Regions from separate parts of the Mus musculus genome. Here regions 2 and 3 are each linked to region 1. The links are chromatin contacts, called in public Hi-C maps. All regions are on one chromosome and are shown on one strand. Each heading gives the region's core, a stretch centred on a gene start, on an enhancer-like site or on the middle of the called end of the contact. The rest is flanking DNA. Distances are from core to core; before and after follow the strand shown.

What was found. A called contact is a pair of places that touch in the nucleus more often than the background predicts.
Region 2: a contact with region 1 is called in a Hi-C map of cerebellum, with 2.4 times the contacts expected there. The contact joins two enhancer-like sites. A contact is called at or near these places in 6 of 484 Hi-C or Micro-C datasets (the HL-1 cell line, the N1E-115 cell line, cerebellar granule neurons and 3 more) and 1 of 115 datasets of contacts at active chromatin or transcription factors (the NIH/3T3 cell line).
Region 3: a Hi-C map of cerebellar granule neurons shows a contact between it and region 1, with 2.6 times the contacts expected there. The contact joins two enhancer-like sites. A contact is called at or near these places in 1 of 15 datasets of contacts at CTCF or cohesin (the NIH/3T3 cell line), 3 of 484 Hi-C or Micro-C datasets (cerebellar granule neurons, cerebral cortex and embryonic stem cells), 7 of 115 datasets of contacts at active chromatin or transcription factors (astrocytes, embryonic basal ganglia, neural progenitor cells and 3 more) and 1 of 9 other capture datasets (embryonic stem cells).

Annotation. Positions count from the first base shown.
Region 1 is chr9:34,747,627-34,751,490 of GRCm38.p6, reverse strand. All of the region lies in intron 1 of Kirrel3 (kirre like nephrin family adhesion molecule 3), which reads right to left. Among named protein-coding and RNA genes, the nearest start is that of Gm33561, 110 kb to the left of the region's middle. Within about 2 kb of position 2,175, at least 9 of the 459 cell types and tissues checked have an H3K27ac peak or open chromatin away from gene starts, as enhancers often do. A contact at or near this core is called in cerebellar granule neurons and cerebellum, where this site is marked.
Region 2 is chr9:34,956,134-34,959,997 of GRCm38.p6, reverse strand. All of the region lies in intron 4 of Kirrel3 (kirre like nephrin family adhesion molecule 3), which reads right to left. It overlaps Kirrel3os (a long non-coding RNA gene), which reads left to right. Exons shown (of 16, transcript XR_003948304.1): 9 at 2,009-2,139. Among named protein-coding and RNA genes, the nearest start is that of Kirrel3os, 50 kb to the left of the region's middle. Within about 2 kb of position 1,722, at least 13 of the 459 cell types and tissues checked have an H3K27ac peak or open chromatin away from gene starts, as enhancers often do. A contact at or near this core is called in cerebellar granule neurons and cerebellum, where this site is marked.
Region 3 is chr9:34,556,372-34,560,235 of GRCm38.p6, reverse strand. All of the region lies in intron 1 of Kirrel3 (kirre like nephrin family adhesion molecule 3), which reads right to left. Among named protein-coding and RNA genes, the nearest start is that of Kirrel3, 70 kb to the right of the region's middle. Within about 2 kb of position 1,770, at least 74 of the 459 cell types and tissues checked have an H3K27ac peak or open chromatin away from gene starts, as enhancers often do. A contact at or near this core is called in cerebellar granule neurons, where this site is marked.

The DNA of each region.
Region 1 (3,864 bases), core at 926-3,425:
CTAATATACTAACCTGTTTTGACAGAACTTTAATTTTTTTCCTCAGGAGCTTCGTGGATGGAAGTTAAAATATCCCTCTCCTTATGACAAGAGCCCTGTCTTTCTGGGTCAGGAGTTCAGAGATTTCCTACCTGGTCAAGTAGCACCACAACAGAGGCAGGTTTTCAAGACCCAGTGGGATGGGGCTTTGTCTCCTAGGCTGCCTGCCTCCGGGCTGTGACAGGAGAGAGTTCCATCTCCTGCCTCAGGTTCCTGCAGGCTGGGTGGCCTGAAGCTGCAGCCAGACATCCACCTCTCCTGTGCTGTATCTCTGAAGGGGGAAGGGGGCTTGCTGGCTGGGCTCCGCTCAGCAGGAAGTAACTCTTTGAAGATCTTAGCTGCACACAGGTGGGGAATGCAGAGCCAGTTCCAAGAGGCTGCACAGGCATGAACACTCCTCAGGGAAGGATGACTCACCACACCCATTGGTAGAAAAGCAAAGGAGGGGCTGCTTGAGGACATAGGTGGTGGCTCCTGGCCCTGCCTTCACTGCAGTTGTTCTTTAAGCAGACATAAGAGCAGAAAGCCATTGCAGTGTCAGAGGTGGGTCAGAGATCCCCAGAGGAACCCTGGAGGTCAAACGGGGAGAGAGGGCAGAAGGAGCTGGGTTCCATTTCAGCTTATCCTCACAAGAGATAAGCCCTGTGATTTACTGTATGATTTCATTTAGCCATCATGTGATTATCTGAAGTGGACATGGTGAGCTGATATGTAAGATAAAGAAGCTGAGAATTTGATAATAGCCAATGTTCCAAGTTTAGCAGGGGCAAGAGAGCTCCGGGTACAGCTAACTGCTGATCTCTCATGGAACTTCCTAGTCTCTGGGTTACTTCTTTTCTGTCGTAGAGGAAGGAGGTCAAAACAGCCTGAGATGTTAGTCCCAAACCTTCCCTCCACCCATAGACAGAGATCTGATAGATCTGATGCCTTTCCAACCAGCACCACTGTCACACTGTTATGTAAACACACACACACACACACACACACACACACACACACACAGAGAGAGAGAGAGAGAGAGAGAGAGAGTATAGGAGAAAAAGAAGATTGTGAAAAACCGGAAATGATTTGCAACTTAAATCCAAAAGGTTTAAATTGGTGTTTATACCCATTCTCCATGCATGTAAAGAGACTCACCAATCAGTCAGACAGAGATGCTTCTAGACCGAATCTGAGTCATCAATAGCTGTGCACAGACAGCTCTGCCCTCCAGAAGACAGCATATGATCGCCCCGGTATAGGAGCTGGAGAGCTGGAGTTGGAAAGATTCCAGGGAGAGACTGGGAGGAGGTGGAGAGGGCACAGGAGGAGCAGCCAAGAAGGATCTGGTATCTCATTCTGAAAGGTTGAATACAGTCTGGGGAAGGGTCTGTGCCACATGCCTGAGAGAGGAAAGACAAATTGGCATTCCTGAGAAGCTAATTTGGTACCAGCTGAGCTGGCAAGGGAGGGGGCCGTGAGAGGAGGGGAACTTGGGATGGGAGCCAAAGTGCTCCCTGGGACAGACGGAATGGGAAGCATCATGGTAAGTTGGAAAGATCTCCAAGTCCAGATTGGGATTGGTGTGGTCTTGGACCCGGTGCCCAGAGTTTGACTCTGGGAATGTCGCTGACAGCACTCAGTCTCTGCTCTCACATCTACCAAACAAAGGTAAAAACACCTTCCTCAAAGAATCATGATGAACAAGTAAGATAAGCAAGGCAGGTACCCAGCACTATGTGCACATAGTAGGTGCTTCTCTGGCAACAGAAAGAGCCTGCTTCTCCTCGGGACAAAGATACGCTTAGCATCAGACTTGCAGAGAGAAGAGAGAGGATGAACCAGAAGCCTTCTCACTGAGATCTCTTCCAGGGCCTGTCATGTGGTTTATGCACCAAAGGGGGATGGGGACAGACCCTAGTTTCATAGGCACTGTCCCAAACTTAGGGCAGCTATATATGGCTATGGAAGAAGAGCATTGTACAGTGCCTAAGCTTGTTTGGGGTCGCCAGCTATGTGTGGACGCTTGGGTTGGAAGAGAATTCTCAGGAAAGTTCTTCCTCGAGAATCTAGTCGGAGCTCCTCGGCATGGCATGAGCTTGGACAGCATGCTGTGGCTTTTCCTGTCCTAGCCTTTCCTTCTATTTTTAACACTACTGTATCAAGCCAAATTGCTCTGAGGGCGTTTTATTGTCCTCAAGTACCTGCTGTCACTTTGTCATCCATGCCAGTTTTCTTTGCCTGGAAACACCCTCTTCCCATTGGTCACCTCCTTGTTTGCGCTTGAGCACAGCAGATTCACCATTCCTGTCCCCATGCTTTAAACTTACTTTTCCCTCTGTCTTCCCATCCTACAGGAAGTTTCACCATTTTTCTTACTAAACCCCCAAGACCTTCTTCTGACACTTCTTGCCTTTATTTTCCCTTTCTGATTTTCTCTTCAGTGCTTCTGACTATTGGGTTGGCAAACTATGACCTGTGGACCAGACCCAGCCCACCCTTAGTTTTCACAAATAAAGTTTTATTGGAGCACAGTTATGTTTGTTTACTTATGTGTTTCAAGGGTTGTATTGTACTTCAAAGGCAATACTGAGAAGTTGCATCTGAGAAACATATGTCCTGTAAAGACTAGAATACATATTAATTTATCAGCCCTCTCCAGGAAAAGTTTGCTGATTCATGTTTTAGTTTATTGATTCTTTTTATTTATTTGTTTTTATCACCAGCACTAAAATGGAAGCTCTATCATGACAAGACTGTCCCCCTTACAAGAATAACATATGGATCATTTAGGAAATAAATATCTGTGGGGTGGATGAATGCTGAGAATTCTACCTGCTATTAAGGAGGAAGTTAAGTGTCACCCTTTGGTCCCGTACTTCTTGATCATCTGGCTCAGTGATCTTCAACCTGTGGGTCACGACCCCCTTGGAGTTGTCTTTCAGATATCCTCCTGCACATCAGATACTTATATTATAATTCACAACAGCAGCAAAATTACAATTATGAAGTAGCAATGAAATACTTTATGGTTGGGGATCACCACAACCTGAGGAACTATATTAAAGGGTCATAGCATTAGGAAGGTTGAGAGCTACTGCCCTAGCTAAATAGATCCCCCTACTTTCTATATTCACAATGTTTCAGTGTTCCTTTGTATTGCAGTGATTGCTACACAGACTCTCATTTCCCCCACTAGATGGCAAGCTCCAGGTGTCTCTGCTGTCGTGAAGATAGCCTTTGTCTCCCAGGACAGAGCTGGTCCTTCTCCCTGTACCTTTTATGGTCTTCTGGGTGCTCACATCATGAAGGGCTGTAATCTTTGGTATGTGCCAGAATCTTTAGATGATTAAGAGCCACATGGCCACGGCTAATGATTTAGTCATTGTGGTTGCCAGCACCTAGCTAAAGCCTGCAGCTCTGGCACCTAGTAGGTGTCTGTGAGCATAGATGATCTCTTCACAGAAACCTCCTTAGTCTGCCTGGTAAAGACTGGAAGCCAAAGGGACCAGCGTGGGGCTGGGAAAGCTAAGCTGAGAAGCAGAAGCCCTGCTATCTTACTCTGCACATAAAGTAGCCATGTGTTAAAGTCAGCTACTCTTCTTCCAACACAGCTGCTCAGCAGCATCATAAACCATCAGAAGCCAGTATCTTCCTTACCGGGGGTGGGGGGAGTACTTCCTGGACCCACCTCTCTTACACTTTTAAAACTAAAACCTTCTAGTGGATCCTAAGTAGAGCAAACAGAATGTTTTCTACGCCTCTGGATTGTGAGGTTTCGAGGGTAGCAGTTGTCTAATTCATTTATATTCCTGGTACCTAGCCCACGATTCTACCACAGATGCT
Region 2 (3,864 bases), core at 473-2,972, 210 kb before region 1:
CAACGGAACAAAGTTTACAGATGAGGCATTTGGGAAGAAATCCGAGTTAGATGATATCATGAGAGCAGTAGTCAGTCTTCTCTCAATGGTGTTAGTGTCCCCAGTAGAAGAAGTGTTTTAGTTTGTGTTTGTCTGTGGTCATGCCCCAGGAAAGGACTAGTAGGGACCTAAAGCAAGTGCTCGGGAGAACCTAGCCTGACTGGTGCCCTGTTGGTAGAATGAAGACCAACTTCAGAACTGTGCAGAATAAATAATTAAGTCACCCACAGCTTGGTGTTTGTCCCAGCTGCCTGGACTAGCCAACATATTGATCTAGAGCAATCATTCTTAAATTTTAGGGGGTGAGAATGTAGAGCTGGTCTCAGAAATGTTTGCAAGCATTCTGAATTTTTGCATACCATTTAATGGAGCTGAAAGGCCCATGACAGAAACGTTGGCAACAAGCTGGGTTCCTTTCTTGAATATCAGCTCTGCATCTCCACACTGTCCTGGTCTCACTGACCATGGCAGCCTCTCCATAGGTCTCCCTCCATCCTCTTACAATCTGTTCCCAACCCAGTGTGTGTGTTTGTGTGTGTGTGTGTGTGTGTGTGTGGAGAGAGAGAGAGAGAGAGAGACAGAGACAGAGACAGAGACAGAGAAAGAGACAGACAGAGACAGAGAGAGGGGGAGAGAGACAGAGAGACACAGAGAGAGAGAGAGATCCTGTTTTCCCCTCTGTTAAGAATCCTTTTGCATCTCTGCTGCTTTCAAGACTGGGGTTGGGAGGTGGATTTGGCTCCAAGATTGACAACTAACTCCTTCCCTTCCACAAGCCTTTGCACAAAGGCTAAATTCCAAACAGGAGTCTGAATTGGCCAAATCAAATAGAGAAATTAAATTAATAATGAAAGTCTTTCCATAACAGCAGCCCTGAACTTAGATATCTTTACTGATGAATTCTAGTAACTAGAACCACTCCTTCATGAAATTTTCAAAAAAACCCAAAAAACCCCAAAAAAACAGAAGAGGGGAACTTTGCACTCATTCTACAAGACCAGTAAACACTCAGATTCTAAAGACAGATGAGGATATTACAGGAAAAAGGAGCTAGTGGCTGATGTCCATCATGAATATAGATGAAAACTACTCAACAAAGAGTTAGCAAACATAAGACGCACCACACAGTGACCAAATAGGATGCTCTCATCCTGATAATTGAAGGGTTGTTGGGCAATATCCAATTAATAGAGCACATTAGTAGAATAAGGAGCGAACTCCATATGATCATGTTAAGAAAGCAGAAAAGCACGTCACAGAATCTGACACTACTTAAGACAATGACTCTCAACGGAGTACTCATTAGTATAGAGTTATAATTTGCTAGGACAAACAAATTCTGGTGTCATGTTACACAGGGTGACCATGGTTAGCAATACTGTCATGCCCATTTTAATATAGCTAGACCAGGGGATACCAATGCTCTTGACACAAAGAGATTCTGAATATTTGAGGTGGTGGATATGCTAATTACCTTTGATCACTGTATAACATATGCATGTTTTGAAGCATCATATTGTACCCCACGAACATGCCCAGCTTTGTATGTCAGTTAAAAATTAAATAAAAAACCATCTCAACAAAGTAGGAACATATGGGCACTTCAACCTGCTTCCCAGCGTGGATGGAAACCATTCAGCTGGCATGACATAGTGTGGTGGGATGATTTTCTGTAATCTTGGAAACCAAGCCAGAGTGTCTGTTCTCACCACTTGCATTTAAGCATTGGACTGGAAGTTGTGGCTGGTACAATAAGGATGAAAGTCTGCAGAACAGGAAAGATTTAAGCAGTTTTTATGTGCATACAAGATGATTCTGTATGCAGAAAATCTTATAGAATTCAGAAAAAAAATCAGTTAGATTAAAAAAAAATAGTCAGCAAGGTCACAGGATCCAAGCTCCATGTACATAGGGCTTACAGGATGATGGTTCAACTAATGATTTTTTTCCTTTTTTCCGTTTGATGAAGGTGTGAAAGCAACTTGCATCCAGGGCAAACTGCGTTTTGAGTTGTCTTTTCCTGGGCTGGCGGATGTGGTTCCACACTCTCAAGAGGCTGGGCAGTGAGCCATAGTTTCCAAGCAGCCCATGTTAGTGAAGGTATGTGACTATTCCTCTACAATGCACCATGTGGCTAAGCGAGGATGTTTGGCAGCTCAGGCGTATTAAATGCATTTTTAGCAGATGAAGGGGTTTATTGACAAGTGACTCCATCTATACAAAACCAATTATATTTCTTTACTAGCAACGAACAATTTGAAAATGGGGTTAAGAAAATAATTCTATAACACCAAAAGGAACAGAATAATTAGGAAATGTTTGACAAAATGTTCTCTTGGATATCAAAATTCATGGATGCTCATGCCCATTATATGAAACGACATGATAGTCATGTATATCCTGTGTATACCCTCTGTAGGCCACTCACCATGCAATGTACATGCCACGTGGACACCCATTACACTGTATTATTTAGGGAATAAGGACAAGAAAAAAGCCTGTATACAGATGCAATAATTTCAGATACTTTTGTGGATGCAGAACTCTGAGAGGAAGACTTTGGCCTCAATTGATCCATCTGTAAAATGGGTTATCTCCAGTATCCTAGTGTCTGTGTGTCGGGGGAAGTGAGCAGAGAGTGACAGAAGTGGTGTGTTTGGGTTAGAGGAGAGCCAGCTTCTCTGGAGAAGGTGTATGGTTCTCACCCTTCTTTCTCATCACCACCATCACCAGATGCCATCTGTGTGATATCCTAGTCTTTCCTAACATATTTATATATGGGAAGACCTTTCTTTATATACACATTTGACCGCTTTGTGAAAAGGCAAATGTTTTGTCAGTCTTCTCAGGTTGTAGGGCTCAGCTGTTTATTCTTGTGAGAAGGGGGCAGCTGTGTGCGTGAGTTTTTTGGGCCTGTGAAAAACCTGCCCATATAGCCAGGGCAGCAGTCAAGCCATGAGAGATGTGGCAAGAAGAGAAGGAAGCAGCCATCAATGGGACTCAAGGGGATAGGAAGTTGATGTGACTGTCTAGCTTCCAGGTGCACTGAGGGACAGAACCTGCCAGGAAGGGCCCTTTAGTTACCTGGAACCTTTAGTGAACTGTCCAGGATAAAACTCTGGCTCTGTGGGCCCAGAGATGCTGTGAGGGTTCTGAAAGGCCTCTACAGCACCCAGTTGCTGGATGGAGTCCTAGCCACCATCCATGATTGCATGTGGGAGACAGGCAGTTGTGAGTCTGCACAGCATTTGGAGAGGGCCAGTTTCGATTCTGGCTCTTGAACTTTCTTCTGTGAGCTTAGGCATCGTAAAGGGCCTCTCTGGTGACACGGGCCTGCCTGATAGAGTTGGCAAGAGGGTGAGGGAATGCTCACATGTGAACTAATGGGGCTCTGGAAGGCATACAGAGGAACTAGCTGGAGTTGTCTTTGTTTTTTTCTCCACTCAGAACCAGCTGAGAGCCTGCCATTTCTGTGGACAGATGATGTGCCCAGTGGCGCATAACCAGGGGCAGCTGCCTGAGGTCTGGGAGCAACAGATTTGGGGATGGAAGTTTGAAGCTAGGTCCTATTGCTATGCTTATCAGCAATCTGGTGTGATGATCAGAACTTCCTGTGAGTGGATGCCAGTGTCTTAAGCATGGGTGAAGAAGGTGCCAGCTCTGATTAAGTTGCCACCCCTGCTCCGACACATTGTCATGCCCTGTACCATCCCAATATATGCCTTTTTTTTTTTTTTTCCAGACGGGAGCCTTGACACACTCAGTTACAATCGCACTAAATCTCAGCTTGCCTTTCACCTTGGTGGAAAGCCCTTCCCACTCCAT
Region 3 (3,864 bases), core at 521-3,020, 190 kb after region 1:
GGAGCCTTCCACTCACCAAGTAAATTAGCTTCTAGAGAAAACATCTGCCCTTCCCTGTAGTGCCTGGAAAAATACTAAGGGGAGCTGAAGTGTGGCGATAGCTTCTTGCTGTAACATGTAGATTGCACGCGCAAGCACTGCATACACAGAAGCACACACATACACTCTGCATACCTGGCACAAAAAGGTGAGTCGCCAAACACCAGCAATCCAAGGACGTGCTCATATGTGTGCGCATACTGCCCATGTACCCACGCTTCACCCCACATTCCTTCCTATTTTGCACTGCTACATTTGAAATGTGTCAGGCTTCTAAGAGATCCTGCTGGGCTTGCAACTTCCTGTCCCTGTTTATCGTAAAAGGAATACATTTTAATAGATGAAAAAAAAAAAGAGTCTGCTTTAACCAATGCTCTTTGGGAATACAAGAAAATGTGGATATGACCTTTACTGAAGCCATCTAACCACAGAGTATAAAACAAACCAGAGACTCAAACCCTTCCCCACTTCCCTTGACATCTCCTGAGCTTCCAGCAACATCCATGTATGAGGCCAGCACTTTATCCACTTTTGTTCTCAAAATCTCAGAGGAGCTGTTCTTGGGATGTGTGACCTTGGAGAAAGCATCCTCTAAAAAAAAGACTGTCCAGGCTGGACTTCTAGCACTTTGATCCTCAACTCACACGGCAGGGGATGCTACATGGGGATCTGTAGTTTAAAATAGGTTTTGAGGAAGTCTGGAGGGCTTTTCCATTGATACACGGAGAATTGAGGCCAGGAAAGCAATAAGATAACTATTTGTTGAGTGGCCCCATGCTTCCTCTATGCTGGAGACAGGCTCAGGGATGGATCTCCCCAAGGGTTTCGGGGACTGAGGCGTGCAATGAGGCATGAGCCATCGATGTGTGCTGTGGTCAAGGTGTTTTTCAACAGAGCCCACAGAAGGGAGTGTCCCACTCTGCATAAAAATGTCAGTGACTCTGAGGATGGACAGAGGGTTGCTCAGCAGAGAAGTGGGCTGGATCCCAGTAGAGGGGCGACGAGTGACAACGGTTTGGACTTGCAGACCGCAGAAGCATTTCTTTCGCTGGACCACAAGCTTGTGAAGGGTGACCAGAAAAGAGGACAGAAAAGTTCCCGGAGGGATCTGATTTCCTAGGGCTTGAAATACTTCACAATTTGTCTTGTAGGCAACTGGGGGTGGGGTGTGGGGTGTGGGCAGTCCGTAGGCTGGGGAATGTCCTGATGTCGGCTGGGCTTTGGGAAGACTGCTCAGAAATCAGACACAGTGCCCTGAGTTCCTGCCTCCATGACAGCTCAGGAACTGTGGCCCAAAGGACAGAAAGCAAGAAAGTCCAGTGAAGGCAGTACTGGGAGGGGACAGAGGCCTGGGCTTCCTTTGCAGGATTCTTCATGCTCCAGGGAAGCTTTGAACAAAAGCCAAGGAAGCCAGAGTGGTACATGACCCAGTTCTGCAGCCAGAGAAACAGCATTTACGGAAGCTGTTGACACTCCAAGTCAGCCAAGCCCAAAGACCAAAATGCCTGGAGTCTCTGTGAGTCCCTACTCCCTGGAGAATCTGTCCACAGCATCCAGTCTCCCCTCAGTAGGCTACACGTTCGCCTAAGAGGGATTCCACATTGAACATAACTCAGCCCCAGGCAGTGGTCCTCCCTGCTTTCTTTTCATCCTGGAGTTTCAGAGTGGCTTAAGTAACAGCACGCGACACATACAAAGAAGCAAGATGAGGGCTTGTAATTGCATCAGAGGGCTGTGAGGGAGCCACCCCACCCCCACCCCAGCAACCCCTAAAAGAACTTGAGGGAAGAGGAGGGAGGGGTGTGCAATTTGTTCATTTCTTTCATTTTATGGAACGCTTCACTTTGCTTTCAGCATAATTATTGTTGTACTTTTTCCTGTTCCCCATTTGCCGCGTTAAAAAAAAGTCCTGTACTCCCCCTGCACACTTTTTCTTAATGCATTAAAATTAATAACTCGTAACAGTGACCTAATTTGCTTTGAGTACTGTAACTCAGGGGGTTTTGTTTTTGTTTTAGTTGTGTGGGTTTTTTTTTTTTTTTTTTAAACCTCCCTCCTAGATCTGCCAAACCCTTGACAGGTTACTGTGGCAACAGGCACAACTTGGTGAGTTCATGAATGAGCCTCTTTGTGCTCGCAAAGCCCTCTCCTCCGCCATTATTTGAGATGCGCATGTTTCTCCCTTGCCAAGGGAGCCCTGTGCTTGGTGTGTTGGAATGGGGCTGCTCTGAGCATGGTCCCTAAGACAACATCCAATGGCCACTACCCCTTGCCTGGCACCTGCCGCAAGCCTCCTCACCTTTTCTAATTCCACTCAGGTTCTGTGGCAAGAGCCCTTCCCTGCCTGCAAAGGTTCTCCATCTTAACATTTGCCTCTGTGGCTAATCTGCTTTTCTGGACTCCAGGTCTCCACCCTTCCCTACCAGGGCCTCAGATCTTACTTAACTAGGAAGTTGGCTGTGGATTAAAGCTGGTCACAGGCTTCTCTCTATCCCTTAGCCATCACGTCCATCTCACCTGTTGTCTTTCTCTGCAAGGCACTTCTTATCTTCTCCCTGTGCTCTTCCCTGCCCCATCTAGAACACTGCATACTATGGCAACCAGAAGTCACACCCCACCCCTGCATCAAGGCCCCTTCTTCCTCTTAGAACTACCTCAGAACCTTGCCCCAGACTATCAGGCTACTTAAGATCTGCAGACATGTAGTTTTGGCTTTACTGTAACCAACACCCTCTGCCTTTTCTCCTTGCTACCCTGACATTGCCACACTATGCCATGGATGTTTTTCTCCAAGCTTGGAATGATTTATTCCCTCTGCCCATCTCTGCTTCTGTATGTGGAAGTGTTCCAACAACCCTCAGAGCTTGGCCCATCATATAGCCTACATTGTCTCAGTTGTGTGAATACCTGCCTCCCAGGTTGTCAGCAAGCTCATGGAAGGAGAGGGATGCTTCTGGGTACTGCTATATCTCTGACACCTGGCATACAGCCTGCTTACAACTGTCTTTCTATATCATTCAGGATGTATGAATGAGTGAGTGAATGAATGGACTGGAATCCATTACTGACCTTTCCTTTATTCCCCTCCCTTCTTTGACATTTCGCTTACTCCCTCCTTTCTCCCCCTCCCCCTCTCCCTTCCTCCCTCTCCTTCTCCTCCTCCTCCTCCTCCCCCCCTCCTCCTCCTCCTCCTCCTCCTCCCCCTCCTCCTCCTCCTCCTCCTCCTCCTCCTCCTCCTCCTCCTCCTTCTTCTTCTTCTTCTTCTTCTTCTTCTTCTTCTTCTTCTTCTTCTTCTCTTCACAAGCACTCAGTTACATGAAAGAGGAGTAGGTACACAGAAGGACTTCCCTGTTGTCTAGGAAGACACACATCCAGGGGACTTTGGGACAATCTTAAACACTTTCTTCTGATCATTCACCCGCTCATCCCTCTAGGACAGCCATTCTAGAAAGTGAAACTGGTTCATCTCTGTACATAGTTTCTGGCAGCAAATGTAAGAAGGAGGATACTAAGAAGTGCTGTTGTCTAAGAGCCCAGAGTGGACCATAGGTGGTCATACACTCGCAACCATTTGTTTTTTGGGCATCCTAGGATAGATTGTCATCAGTTTCCAGATGGTAGCAATAAGGTAGGTAATGTGTAAACCGCCCCCTTGAAGCAAAGAGAAGCCTGCCAATAAAGGATGCAGAGGACTCATCAGTGTTCTGAGTATCCAGGGAGTCCCAGAAACATGCTGCCTCCGGGTCAAGATACCAGGGATGCACAAGGAACCCCTTCCCAAAGACAGGATCAACATTTTCTTTCCATAGCTACAGGGAGAGGGAA